Regions from separate parts of the Sus scrofa genome. Here region 1 is linked to region 2. A link is a contact called in public promoter capture Hi-C data. All regions are on one chromosome and are shown on one strand. Each heading gives the region's core, a stretch centred on a gene start, on an enhancer-like site or on the middle of the called end of the contact. The rest is flanking DNA. Distances are from core to core; before and after follow the strand shown. Region 1 holds the start of EID1 (EP300-interacting inhibitor of differentiation 1). Region 2 holds the start of SECISBP2L (SECIS binding protein 2 like).

Region 1 (4,377 bases), core at 621-3,120, 180 kb before region 2:
ACAAAGGTCTTTTGTTAGAAGACAGATAAAAGATTATGCTTATGACCTTTGAGATAGGTAAATAGAAAGAAATAAGACATACAGGAAAGAAATCCTTAAATTTGATTACATGAAAATTCACTTTTAAACTTTTATGTAAGAAAAGAGCCCTGAGAATATAAACTGGTACAACCACTATGGAATACAGCATGGAGGTTCCTCAAAAAACTAAAATTAAAACTAATATATGACCCAGTAATCCCACTCCTGGGCAACATGCTTCCCAATGTTCATAGCGGAACTATTCACAATAGCCAAGACATGAAAGCAACCTAGATGTCTACTGCCAGATGAATGAATAAAGATACAATAGAATATTACTCAGATATAAAAAAGAATGAAATAATGCCATTTGCAGCAACGTGGATGATACTAGAGATTATCATACAGAGGTAAGTTAGACAGAGAAAGACAAACATATGATATCACTTATATATATGAACTCTAAAAAAATGATAAAAAATGAGCTTATTTACAAAACAGAAACAAACTCACAGACTTCGAAAACAGTTATAGTTACCAAAGGGGAAAGATGGGGGGAGGGATGGATTGGTGGTTTGGGATTGGCATATGGACACAATTGTATATGAAATGGATGGTCACTGGAGACCTGCTGTATAGCACAGGGAACTCTACTCAATATTCTGTGATAACCTATATGGGAAAAGAATCTGAAAAAGAAAGGATATGTTTATATGTACAATTGAACCACTGTGCTATACAGCAGAAATTAACACAACATTATATATCAACTATGCTTCAATAAAACATTTTTTAAAAGACCCTTGAAACAAGAAACAAGAGGCAGGGAGAAAATGTTTGCAACATGTGAAACAAAGTATTCATACACTCAGTTTATAAGAAATTCCTACATCAATAAGAAAAATAAACAAACCTAAAATAAGACCATTTAATTTTCAGAAGTAATACATAGGTTCACTAAACATATTGAAAGATAATTTCCAAGTAATAAGACTATGAAAAATAAAATAATACACCTTTAAGTGATAAAATTGTTAACAATCAACAAAATAATGTGTGGCAAGGGTGTGGATATTCTCAAATATGGCTGGCTAGAGCCTAAATTTGCACAGCAACTTTGAAGAGCAATTTGACATTTATTAAAACTAAAGGATGAATACCCTACAATTTCACCTTTGCACTTCTAGGTTTTCATTTGAGAGAAATATTGTCATTTGGGGATGTTCATTTACCCATAGTTTTTTCTTTTTTTTTTTTTACCCATAATTTTAAATATCAAAAATTATAAAATTATTTGTGCATTGTTAGGTCATTTGCAACATTGCTATACAAGTAGCATACTAGGAAAAACACATGTCTGTGGACACTAACACTGCTAAATCTTCAAGACATTGCTGAGGGCTTTTTCGTTTCCTTGTTTTGAAAGTTGAAGACAATTATGTTAAGATATGTAAAAAGAAAAAAAAAAAAAAAAGACTTTTCCAGAAGACAATAGAGAGATCCACGTAAATGCAAAGAAAGGGGGGGAGGGAATTTAAAGAATATACACCGAATTGCTAACAGTGTAAGGTTATGTCTCCTGCAAAAAGAAACAGGAGCAAGTATTTCTTCTATTTATTTTTTCTTTGTAGAACACCTTTAATATGCTTATTTGTTCATTTAACTTTTTTTTAATATTAGAGATGGATGGATCAATTCTTAATATATTGCTCTGTGGTTCAGAACATCTTTTGCTTTGGAGGTGCAGATTTAGCAGTCATTTGCGCCTAGAAAAAAGTAGTTAAAACCTAGGAGAAGATGTGATTGCCTGGGGATGGGGGAAGGAGGAGGAGCGAAAAGCGGAGGGAGGAAGGAGGAAGGCGATGGAGGAGGAGGGTTAAGGGGTGTTACAGAAGATGTGTAAAGTGTTTTCAAGATTACAGCATCAGAAGCAGAATGACTAAGTAAGGCAGGGGCTAAGCAATGCTCTCGTTTGTAAGTGTATTTAGTCTGAAAGGACCAAGGTCCCGTAAGTCCCCAGGAGCGAACAGCTAGCGGTTGCCGACTGAGCAGCGCGCCAAGCAGGAGGCGATTTCTGGGGGTCGCGCACACGCTCAAGGTCACGCAAGCCCACGGCGTGTGCGCAAGCGCACAACCGCGCGGCCGCGTAGCCCAGATCTTGCAGAAAACGCTTGGCGAGAGGTCTAGCCGATTGCACAATGTCGGAAATGCACGAGCTGTCCGAGCTTTATGAGGAGAGCAATGACCTGCAGATGGATGTGATGCCCGGCGAGAGCGACCTTCCGCAAATGGAGGTAGGCAGCGGGAGCCGGGGGCCGTCCCCGAACCCCTCCCGCTCCGGGGCCCCGCCACAGCTGGAGGAGGAAGGCCCAATGGAGGAGGAGGTGGCCCAGCCAATGGCGGAGCCGCAGGGGCAGCGAGGCCTCGCTAACCGGCCCAACCCTGGGGAGCGCCCGGGCCAGATCGCGGGCCCTGATTTCGAGAGCGAGGACGAGGGCGAGGAATTTGATGACTGGGAGGACGACTACGACTATCCGGAAGAGGAGCAGCTGAGTGGTGCGGGCTACAGAGTCTCAGCGGCCCTGGAAGAAGCCAACAAGATGTTTCTGAGGACCTCCAGAGCGAGAGAAGCAGCTCTGGGGGGCGGATTTCAGATGCATTATGAGAAGACCCCGTTCGATCAGTTGGCTTTTATCGAGGAGCTTTTTTCACTTATGGTTGTCAATCGTCTGACCGAAGAACTCGGCTGTGATGAGATTATTGATAGAGAGTAGTATGCTGTGAAGAGAGGAGGAAACTACTTGAGGAGAGACCCAACAACATTCCAGTCTCTTGGGTTCATTCCGAATAGTTCCGTGCCAATGAAACACTTGATCCAAAAGAAAAAATGGGGGGGGGGGCAGTGTAGACTAGGAAAGTGACTTCACAGTTATGGGAAAGGAAGAAAATTGTTAAAGGAAAAGGATCTCAGTACTGTTGAAACCTGTTTTCAAGAATGTCGTGAAACACTTGTGGCTTTGACTCTGTTACTGATCTAGATTAATTTCCTTGCATTTGGGAAAGTATCTTTCACATTTCCGGATGGCTTTGCAAGAAAAACCAAGACACATGGCCGGTACAAGAGCCCACTGATGTTAATCATATGAGAAAAAGTAACTAATTTATCCAACTTTGGACACCACATGTCTGAGTTATTTGGACTGAAAGCATACTGAAGATGTCATTTTGTGATTCATCTAAGCCAAGCTGTAGTTATTATCCAAAGGCTAAATTTTTAGCGAAAGGTAAATTGAGTATTCTTCAGTATTGCAAAAGAATAATCGAGCCTCCAAAGAAATGTGTATCATGTGTGCTATATCTTAAAGCGTGTTTCCAAGAGCATCTGAGATATTGTTTGTACATATATCTTGATCATTTATAACACTACTGTAATCTTGAATTCAAGAAAATTTACCGTCTTGACCATTTTTAAAAGTCAAAAATTAAGACGTCCTTAATAAAGTTTCAAACTAAGAATGTCAAAGTACAAAGAAAACTAACATCTTTATATACTAGAGAAATTTTCTGTTTTACTTGCTCTTTGTTTTTCATGTAACTTTACAGGCAAAAGACTTTGGTTGAACTTCATAATATAAGAACTGTTAACTGAAAACTGTCAAGTAAAAGGAGAGCCCTACATCTACAAAAGACTTTATGAACAATTATGCTGTCAGCCCTTAAGGGTTTTAAACCTGCCCAGAAATTCACCTCAGTATCTGAAGTTTTTCCTCTGTCTCCTCCTCTAATTAAGCTTGTTATTGGTTATGCACCAGCATTCCAGATAATAAAAATTTCTTGTTCTGTGTATTTTGTCTAATGGTATTGCATACATACTTTCTCTAATTCTACTTTTATTGTATTATATACTACTTTAATGTATGGGCGCAACCACTTTATGATTTAAATTTAACCACTAAAAAAAAAACAAAAAGGGAAAGTTCTCTAGCTTCACATACCTGATTTACAAATTAATTGGTGGAAATTAAACTTAGTAAATTCCCATAAGAGAATTGACCAACCTGGGACAACCTACCAAATCAATAAGCATATTGCTGAAGTTCTATGTGAATAGCAGTCAGAAGGCTGTGCCCAGTGAAAAAGTACCAGATGTTTTTGCTCCATTATGGCAGTAAAGGACACAGCCAATACAACACGACCACTCAGAGCCTACTTATGTTACAGTTATCCTGTCTTTCAGGGAAGGGGATTCTTCTCTGTAAATTACAGAACTAGCAAGTAAGGATGATCATAATTCAAACACTAGCATGGGAGCAGAGGTGGGGAAAGAGGTTAAACTGTGGCACTCAAATGTCTTTA
Region 2 (4,479 bases), core at 1,633-4,132:
GGAAAAAAAATGCACTATACCAAGTAATATCTCTTCTTAGAACTAATTCTGGCAATTAAAATGAAGCTATTTGTTCTGATTTTATACAGTCTGCTAAAAGAGAATACTCCCGGGATTCTCTTCTGGTTATAATATTCTTTCAAATAGTCATTATTGCAATTAAAATGATTATCAAGCATGTATCCCTCATAACTTTTTATAATTTTGATCAACATACAATGTATCCATTTATACAAAGATTTCATACATTTTTTAAAAAGAGGTAATTCAAGAACAGCAACATGAATGCCTTCAGGCAAAACATGCTTAGATCTTTTTAAAGTTAAACTTGTGCAATACTCCAAGGATTTCACTTAAGATAAAATGCACAAAGTCTGTATTAAGTACTATTTTTTAAAAATCAAACTTCCATGAATTGCTAACCACTACAATAGCACAATAAGTAAGTTTTAATGCTGCAGACATCCCCAGAAATTCTGAATATAAACCAACACTAGTTTAAAAGAAAAAACAAATGTTTTGTAAGAAAAATGGAAATCCAGTGCACTTTTTTTATTAATGATTTTTATTTTTTCCATTATAGTTGGTTTACAGTGTTCTGTCAATTTTCAGTGCATGTTTTTTTATGACTTCTACCTATTAAATTCATTTCACTACAAAAAATATAAAAGCATATTCCAAATTACCTGGAAAAGCGCTAATATAAAATGGAGACTCCTTCCAGATCATCTCTGGACCCCTGAATTAACAGCCTACAGCAAGAATTAGGCAAAGCAGCATCACTCAGCTGCCTGTTAGTATATATGGAAGGAAATTGGATTGATTCAAATTATTCTCTCATTTAGGGTTAGATTAGGGAAGAGGCAGGAGGTATTGGACAAAAAAGAAAAAATCTTCAAAGGAAAATCGACACAAGAATTTTTTTCTGAACCTTAAATTTCTATAAGATTTTAATAAGTTGTGGACTTCGGAAAGATAGAGGATGAAAGAAGAGGCTCTAAATAATTTGCTCACAACACTTGATGTTAAGGTAACCACACACAAATAGCTATGCTAAAGTTTATCATATAAACAGTTAATTACATTTCCTCTGGGATGAAAGGAATCATAAGTATACATATGGTAGCATTATTAGTTACAGTTCTGTCATCATGGTGAAGGACCAAAATGTTTAACCCTTTCATTACTGACACGCATAGAAGAAAATCATTCAAGAAAATTTCCCATTCACTTATCAGACTTTGAAATCTCAGGCGTTCTTGATAGATACTTTAAAAAGCTGTCTTTCATTAAATTGGATATGGGTTGTATATAGAATACTCTGGGTCACAGGAAAAACTGTATATATTTGCCAAGGGGGCCCAGTCAATTTTGTTCTGGTAAATACAGTAGTGTTTCATAAGACTCATTTGTGTTTCCAGGGTCATATTCACATAAAGCTTTCTTTAAATAAAGTTTTTGTTTAAAAACAACAACAACAACAACAAATATACACAACCAGGAAGCTGCCCTTTGCCTGCTAAAAGAGCAGTATTTCAAAATCAAAACTGGCTCTGACTAGCTACATTTATACAGATACAGAAGTTGGGAAATCTTGTTTCATTATTCAGGTGTTAATTATCCATTTGCAAAGTAATTAGGCAAATCAATAGCCTTTTTTCCTCATCTTTTTTGCCTAGTTCGTCACAAGGCCTTCTTTCACTGAAAAGGGGAATGGATAGTAGGTAAACTTCGACTTCATCAAATTGTTTCAAACAGGTCTCAAGAGTGGAAAATACTGAAACTTTTGGAGGGGCAGAAAACAATTATTTTAGATTATTTTTGACACAGCCTTCCAGCACCTGCTAGTTTGGATAATCAGGAATTTGATGTAATGAAAAACACTAATGGGACTAATGCGGGAATATGAAAACGGGCTCGGAAATGAATTCGTGCTGGGGGTCCTACACCTTTAAAATATAAAATCTGTTTTTTAAAAAACTAACTTCTGCAAAATACCTGGCTAAAGGGCAAAGAGAAACCGTAGTATTTCATATCTAAAAGGAAAAACCTCCCTAATACCATTGCAAAAACCATGCCTCGCTCAAGGGAACATAAATCTTAAAAAGCCTGTAACCCCCCTTCATCTGTAGTTATCACACATTCTCTGACAGTTTTCCTGAGAAGCCTTCAAAAACCTTTCCACCTTGAAAATACATTCCAGAACTGAAGGGAATGGAGTTTGGCGGGGGAGGGGGGGGTGTATTTCGTTGGAAGTTACAAACCCTCCTCTTCGGAGACCACGGACTACTTGGAAGTCTTCTGGCCCCTTTTACCAGGCCAAAGAGGAGGGGCAAGAGCGAGTCCCCAGCCCGGGGGGCAGGGGGTATCTGAAATGAAAAAGCCCCCAAGCTTGAGAGAGCCTCTGGAACAATGCAAGAGAGGAGGGCGCCGACAGGATCCGGGGTAAGGAGGTCTGCACCAGCAGTAACCCGAGGGCTCCTGTCGTCCTGGGCCGCGCTCGGAGCCCAGGGCCCGCCCCGGAGTTAGCAACAACCCCCAGACCCCGGCCCGGCCCGGGCGGCCCAAGCCTGCCTACCTGGTCTGCGGGGGCTCGGTCCATGGCGCCTACAGCCGGAACGGGCCCACGTTAGTCGGTGTGGAAAGCGCCTGGGGCCGCTTTCTCCATGGCCCTCCGCTCGAGTCCAGACCGGGCTCCGGACCTCCGCCCCTATCTAGCTGGCCCCGACGCAGAGTCCGGCTACGCCACTGGCCGGGGAGGTGGCTCTAGCTCCAGAAGAAGGAGGAGGCAGCCTCAACCTCTGGGAGGGATCATCTGGAACGGAAGCCGAGGAGGGTCCAAATGGGCGAGAGGCGTAGTCGGAAATGGAGGTACGCAAAATGGAAGGAGGGGGTGGGGCCGAAGGGGGCAGTGGGCGGAGTGACCGCACGCGGCCTGAGCAGGCGCTAACCTAACACGAGCTGGCCAATCTGGAGGCTGGATATTCCCAGCAGCAGGTGTTCCCAACAGCTCTGTGCTTTGCCTGGACTAAATTTCCCCTCAACTGCCCCTCCGTACCGTTTGGGTTTTTTTTCTTTAATATATTCAATTTTTTTCATTTTATAGTTTTATTGACATATATTTGATTTATAGTGTGATAATTTCTGCTGTCCAACAAAGTGATTCATTTGTATATACCCACATATCCATTCTTTCTCAGATTCTTTTCCCATATAGGCTATCAAAGAATATTGAATAGTGGATTATTAAACTAGAGGAATGTGGGGCCACTTGGGACCCAGGACACTCAGGTTCCAGTCTTCAGGGACCATCCTTATCTCAAATTGCCTCTTAGTGATTTTGGAAGAATTTTTAGATGCCCACTGTACATATGATCCTTCCTTATGTTATCCAGTTACAGGGAGTCTTGACTGTAGAAGAAAATACCACAGATTGACCACCAGTGAGAAACCAAGTCAAGAGGCTACATAAATACTGAATAAATAATTCATAGTCCAAGGTCCAGGTCCACCTTTAGGCAGATCTTCTCTATCTCTATCCCTAATTTTACCAAGCCTGTATCCCACCACCCACAGGTAACACACCAACTCTGGTATGTTACTTTTTTCGTTGTACTTGACTGTTGATTTTATCTCTAGTTCAATAGTTCCTTGAAGAAAGAGACTGCCATGAAATTGGACACTTGGTAAGAGGGCAGATTGCCTCTGGGCATCTCCTCAGAGGCACCCTCTACACATACTTTTCTCCCTAAGAGTTCTTACTTGCTGGTCATTTCCAGAGTAAGGAAGAAAAATAAAAAGTTATATAAGCAAAATTACACTAAGTGAAGAAAGAGAGTAGAGGCTACTATTTGATGGCCTGGAGTGGAGACTTACAACTGGAAGACAATTTTAAGAAGTTTGCATTGTTATGCTTCAGGAGACATCAGTAAAGACTTGCATTGCCTTTTCAGTTAGTCTGGCTTGTTAGTCTGGTTTTATTTGAATAGGACTCCAAGAAGAGGTGGTCTGTGGAGCATCTAACTGTAGTTGATACTATATTTTGACCTGGTGAAAGGAGCTAACTTGGATCACTAAGACTTATATCAAGGCCGGCAGCAGAAAACATTTCTAAGGAGAAACATTTATATTTGTGTGTAGAGATTTTCCATTTATTTAATTTTAGTACCTCTTCTAAGTGTATATGCATGTGGGTACATATAGAGGTTTATGTGTTTAAATTGCACATATATGTATGAATGTTATATACATGAGCAATTCATGTAATGTTAGGTCCCTAGTGTCTATCACTGAATGCTGAATGAATTTAGGTTTGCTCAGAGAAAGTAAGCTATTTATAAAATGCAGTTACGTAAACTAACAGATGATCATCCTCCTTCACAAGTGAAAGATAAAAAGAACTCTGAATTTTGAGAATGTGCCCCTACTGTCCATAAGATACCCCTATTTGAGTAAAAAGATAATAATAATTCAGTAATA

Evidence for each region. Promoter capture Hi-C pulls out the DNA fragments that hold promoters and counts their contacts.
Region 1: a promoter capture Hi-C map of liver shows a contact between it and region 2, with 2.8 times the contacts expected there. The contact joins the promoter of EID1 here to the promoter of SECISBP2L in region 2. A contact is called at or near these places in 1 of 5 promoter capture datasets (liver) and 2 of 47 Hi-C or Micro-C datasets (heart right ventricle and skeletal muscle).

The regions. Positions count from the first base shown.
Region 1 is chr1:122,809,974-122,814,350 of Sscrofa11.1, reverse strand. It overlaps EID1 (EP300-interacting inhibitor of differentiation 1), which reads left to right and starts at 1,870. Exons shown (of 1, transcript XM_001928761.4): 1 at 1,870-3,867. The coding sequence starts at 2,220. The coding sequence ends at 2,795. The region is part of intron 4 of SHC4 (SHC-transforming protein 4); the gene reads right to left.
Region 2 is chr1:122,632,031-122,636,509 of Sscrofa11.1, reverse strand. SECISBP2L (SECIS binding protein 2 like) reads right to left here and starts at 2,882. Exons shown (of 18, transcript NM_001206341.1): 1 at 2,579-2,882. The coding sequence starts at 2,602.